Regions from separate parts of the Oryctolagus cuniculus genome. Here region 2 is linked to region 1. A link is a contact called in public Hi-C data. All regions are on one chromosome and are shown on one strand. Each heading gives the region's core, a stretch centred on a gene start, on an enhancer-like site or on the middle of the called end of the contact. The rest is flanking DNA. Distances are from core to core; before and after follow the strand shown.

Region 1 (2,775 bases), core at 103-2,602:
ATGAATTTTGATTGTATGCTACAGTTTCTGCCTTTCTGGCTAAGATCTGACCCTTTCTGATGATCGAGAGGTGCCTGTTGCCTGGACTCATGGAATATTCCCTGTCTTATTCTTTGAATTTCCTTAACTTCTGGTTTGGTATTAAGAATAGAGTTGAGGGGCCAGCGTTGTGGCATAGTAGGCTAAGCCTCTGCCTGCTTGCTGGCATCCCATATGGGTACCAATTCATGTCTTGGCTGCTCCTCTTCTGATCTAGCTGTCTGCCATGGCCTGGGAGAGTAGTAGAAAATGGCCCATGTGCTTGGGGTCCTGTACCCACATGGGAGACCCAGAAGAAACTCCTGGCTTTGGATCTGCCTAGCTCTGGCTGTTGCGGCCATTTGGGGAGTGAACCAGCAGATGGAAGCTCTCTCTCTCTGTAACTCTAGCTCTCAAAAGAAGAGTTGAGTTTTAGGCTTTTGGAGCCAGAAGAGATAAGGGTGTATATAACAATTCTCACAGTGGTTCTAATCTATGTTAAAAACAGATCTTGACCTCATATGGACCCTGACAACTTTGTGCTTAGAGTCTTACATATAAAGTGAAGCGGGGGTGGCATCTGTGAGGGGTACATTATCAAAAATGCTGACAGTTTCCTAAGCAGTTGCATACTCTGAGTTTTCTTGTTCTTGGGTATTCTTTGGTGATATGAAAAGGCAGTGAATGATGTTTGGACTGGTAGATGTGTTGCCTTGCTACCTTGATAGAACGCTTTAGAAGAGGGTTGGTAGATGTTTTCTAAAGGACCTGTTTTAGGCTTTGTGGGCTATAAATCATAATTCTTGTCAAATGTTCTGGTTTTTTTTCTTAAGCTTTTAAAAATTATAACTTATGTGAAAATAAGTTTGGTTCATGAGCTATAAGCCCTGCTTTAGAATTACCAGTGAATGTTTTCTAGGCAAAGAGGAATAGTAAGAAATAAGGGAAGGTTTACAGCTATCTTGATGGTAAGAGTTCTCTGGTAGTTGTTGCTGAATTTCTGTATGTGGGGTCATGACCTTCTAAAGTGAATGGCTTGGTGCTTATTTTCCTCATATATTAGGTAGTATTAGCTAATAGTGAATTGGGCTGGGTGCAGGAGTAGAGGCCCCATTATCTAAGCCTGAGTCACTCACCTTTCAGGTGTCTTGGGTAGCTAATCCACCTCCCCTGTGACTCACCTTTTATTCCTGGAGGGGTACCAGACTTCAGCTGGTGCAAGCTAGAGCGATGGTGAATAACAGCTATCACTGAAGCAGTCTGACTAGGGTGTTGGCTCCAGTGTAAGTCTGCTTTTTCTGACTTCCTCATTAGTGAAGAGTAATTGGACCCAAGTGATTGTGCCTGGCTAGGTCTTTTTTTTTTTTTTTTTTTTTTTTTTTTTTTAACTGTGGCGGTTGACATAGAGAGGATTTTGAGACTGGTTCTTGGCTTTGTTCCAGGGTTGCATTGGACTTAAACCTGTTGACTAGCAAGAACATTTGCTGCTTCCTGTTCCAGCCCTAAGAGAGTAATACAAGGTTAAACTCAAACCGAGGCTGTGATTACTTTGGTTCTGGCTGTTCCTCAGCCACTAGCTATGTGTTCTTAAGCAAGTCATTTGATCTGAGTACAGCTGTTATTTGTACAACAAAAGAAAAAATATCTTTATCCACTGTCTATATATGAAGGACACGTAAGATAGAAGTCTCCTGAGTGACTTAAGTCTGGTAATAATTGCTTTTGTAATGTTTATATTGAAATAAAAGTAAAATATGCTCAAAACAGAGCTGGAAAAACCCAGAAAAGCACACCATCCACTGATAAAGAATCACTGTTAACATGTTGTTGCATTTCCTTTGAATTCTTTTTCCTGTATGTGGAAACAAATCTACCATGTTTTTCTTTTTTTTTTTTTCTGCTACTAAAATAGAATTTTATAACATGCAGTCTAGTAGCCTGGTTTTAAAACAACCATATAACCTGTTTATTTTGTTTTAATGTTATTTTAAGAGTCCTTTTAAACTAAATTCCTTGTTCCTCTGAATCAGTGTTGAGTGGTTGATGTTGATACCTGAAGCAGATCTGCTCAGGATAACCTTGAATGTTTGGTGACAGTGGGGGTGGTTTTGTGGAACAAACTACAGTCTTACTTGGAGAGTTCTGTACAATAGATTCTCCTCCAGTGGGAGCTAGAGAGACGACTCACAGATAAAGGAATGGATTTCTTCTTCCTGGTGGTTATGAATAAATAATAGTGTGACAGACTCACCCTCTAGTGGTGGTTAGTAGTACTGAAACAGGAAGAATCTGGTTTGACTTTTCTCTTACCTTCATTTGCTTTGTCTCTGTTCCTTTTGGCTGGGCATCCTACATGATAGTTGGAGATATTGCCTTTAGAAAATGAAAGATGAAAATCATTGCAAACATTTGTTGAGCAGCAGAAATGGATTGCGTTGAACTGTGAAAATTAATCTTCAAGCTTATAACTCATCAGTACCAAAGATAGATCTACATATGATGTAGCAAGAAGTCCTTTATTATTATTTATTATTTTCTTTATCCTATTCTGAAAATAGGAAAGGAGATGCTTGAATACTTCAATGTGTGTAAGGGTTTTATCCCTGTTTCCTATGTGTTAATACCTCATTTCCTGTTTAGTGAAGGGCTAGTAAGATCTGTTCTCATACTTTGCCGACTTCTGTGGTGTTGAGTCCATTGCTTTGGTTAACTTTGGTGTCCTGAAGATTTTTTTTTTCTTTTTAAAGATTTATTTAT
Region 2 (2,775 bases), core at 139-2,638, 47 kb before region 1:
TCCCAAAAGGCAACTATTATTGCCCTCAATCTTCCTCATCCACATTATCACAGAGACTGAAACGACACTGCTGGTTTCTCAGAGCATAAAGTCTCAGTTCCGTGGGTAAAATCCTCACTGAACACTTTTTAAAAACCACGAGGTATCAAGTCATCTCTAGGAACCCTATGTGCCTTTTCTCTGAGCACGCACTGCCAACACTAGCCAGCAGAGGGTGCACGACAAAGCAGAGACGCCCCTGAACTCCGCAGGAAGTTCGCTCAGAAAGGAGGATACTGCCACCCTCGGGTCAATGTCCTAGACCAAAGTTAAGCCTGACTGACCCTGGGACCTGGCCACGAGTTTGGCTTTTCATTTTGCCTGTCTAGTTAATTACCCGGCTGACAACAGAGTAAGGAGAGCTAAGCAGCCTGCCCCTCACCAAACAAACGATATTCTAACGTCGGGCCCACGACATTTCCAATTTTCCTTTGCACTGAAATCCCCACACTCACTGCACGGCTGTGTTCCTTTCCTGGCATGCAGTTTTTGTCAGGTGGCACTGAGGGTCTGGATAGTTCACGTCAAAACTATCAGGAAAGAAAAGAATTGAAAGGTCAATTCAGAGAGGGCAGGCTCAATGCCAATTCCAGCAAGAGACATGGGTGAAGGGTGGCTGCCGCGCAAGGGCCCTGGGGAAGCTTCCCAAACACCAGCCGCCTGGCCCAGCCCCCAGACCCAACCTGGGATAGCCTTGCTGTAGGATCTGCTGCTCTGTGCACTTTCTGTGCTTAGGTCCTCTGTCCAGCCTGCCTTGCCTCCTCCCTATGGCCAGCTTCGCACCGACAGAGTGCGCCAAGCAGCGCAGGTGGGCCCACGGCCCCGGGTGGGTCTCTTCCCCGGCCAGAACCACAGAAATCGGGGCTGGCGGAGAAAGCACGGCTTCAGGGAAGGCCCTGCAGAGCTGGGTGTCCCGAACGCTCCGGGTGCCCCGGGCCCAACTCCTTTGAAAAGAGACCTCTCGGCGCAATGGTTTCTGGGAATGGAGCCTGGGCAATCCCGGAGGGCCGAACTCAGCGCTGTCCCTCACGGCCACCTGTGGCCGCAGAGGCTTTGCAGTCACCCCCCTGGAGCTCTCCGTGCCCACATGCACTGGGCAGTGGTGACAGCGAGGGCCCGAGGCCACGCGACCCACACCGCACACCACGCGCCGCCGCCCTCGCGCACGGCGCGACGCGGGGCCGAAGGTCCTTCCTCCTCCCCGAGCCCTCGGGCCTACGCCTTCCTGAGTACGTCATCCCCATTGGCCGAAGGCCCCGCGGAGAACCAATCAGAGGAGGAGGAAAGCTTTGGGCGGGAGACTAAGTCTCGAGGGACTTGGCTGAGGGAAGATGGCTGGGCTGCTGCAAGAGGTAGGGGGAAGGGCCCTTTACTGAAACCGCGTTCATCTTTGGTCCTGGATGAAGGCACACCAAAGAGGGGGTCGGGATACCCCTTTAGGGTGGGTTCCGAGGCAATTGAAAGATGCCTCCGTCTTCCCCTTGAAGAGGCTGCAAATGGTTTTAGCCGTGCTGAGAGCTTGCCGGGCTTCGTGGAGGAAGAAGCCTCAGAATGAGCTGCTGACTGACCCGTTAGTGCTGATACTTTAATCTAGACATGTCTGAACACTAGAAATGTTCTGGAACAAGGTTATTGGGCAAGTTTCTGAATTTGGTTTTTTTCCCCAGAATCCCGCTCCAATCCTGAATCTCAAACCCATAACCCGAGAGAATTGTAGAAACTTCTCCCTGGAGGGGTCTGCTGTGACCGTCCTGAGACCTTTTATGTACTTCGGTTCTTGACTGGAAACACCTTTTTTCAGAGATGATACTAAAAGTTAAATGATCCAAATTTATCATTTATATAGGGAATGCCAACTCACAGTACAAATCTGGTCAGTAATTTGGCCTGTGTGTTTTACTCTCCCTCGGTAGTTGTCAGTTAATGTCCAGCTCTGGGAGAAAAGGGCTGGATCCAAGGTTTTGGTAACAAAGTGCGGTTAATTAAAGCCAAGCAGCGTTCGCTGTTGCCAGCTGCAGGTGGTAGAAAGGAATTTGCCTAAGAAAGGACAAAATGTGGGGGTGAGTAGTATCATGTGCTCAATATGTCTTTATTGATACCTAACACCTTTTCAAAAAGGACTTGAGGGGCTGGCGCTGTGGCGTAGCGGGTTAAGCTGCCGCCTGCAGTGCAGGCATCCCATATAGGTGCTGGTTTGGGTCTCGGCTACTCCACTTCTATCTATCTATCTATCTATCTATCTATCTATCTATTTGACAGATAGACAGTGAGAGAGAGAGAGACAGAGAGAAAGGTCTTCCTTCCGTTGGTTCACCTCCCAAATGGCTGCTATGGCCGGCGCTGTGCCGATCTGAAGCCAAGAGCCAAGTGCTTCTTCCTGGTCTCCCATGCGGGTGCAGGGCCCAAGCACTTGGGCCATCCTCCACTGCCCTCCCGGGCCATAGCAGAAAGCTGGACTGGAAGAGGAGCCACCGGGTCTAGAACCCAGTGCCCATATAGGATGGCGGCGCCGCAGGCGGAGGATTAACCAAGTGAGCCATGGCCGGCCCCGGCTGCTCCACTTCTGATCCAGCTCTCTGCTATGGCCTGGGAAAGCAGAGCTAGAATTGGGAGCAGAGCCAGGACTTACAGCAAGGTGCTACTGAGTGCAATGCAGGCATTGTGAATGCCATCCTGATCGCTTCACCCAATGCTCATCCCATATATATATATATATATGTATATATATATATATAC

Evidence for each region. Hi-C and Micro-C count contacts between places; a contact is called where the count stands out from the background.
Region 2: a contact with region 1 is called in a Hi-C map of skin fibroblasts, with 3 times the contacts expected there. The contact joins the promoter of BTBD18 here to the enhancer-like site in region 1. A contact is called at or near these places in 6 of 6 Hi-C or Micro-C datasets (ear pinna, embryonic fibroblasts, liver and 3 more).

What each region holds. Positions count from the first base shown.
Region 1 is chr1:14,372,713-14,375,487 of mOryCun1.1, reverse strand. The region is part of intron 5 of CTNND1 (catenin delta 1); the gene reads left to right. Among named protein-coding and RNA genes, the nearest start is that of CTNND1, 39 kb to the left of the region's middle. Within about 2 kb of position 1,352, at least 2 of the 8 cell types and tissues checked have an H3K27ac peak or open chromatin away from gene starts, as enhancers often do.
Region 2 is chr1:14,419,664-14,422,438 of mOryCun1.1, reverse strand. BTBD18 (BTB domain containing 18) reads right to left here and starts at 1,388. Exons shown (of 3, transcript XM_070070152.1): 1 at 723-1,388; 2 at 1-569.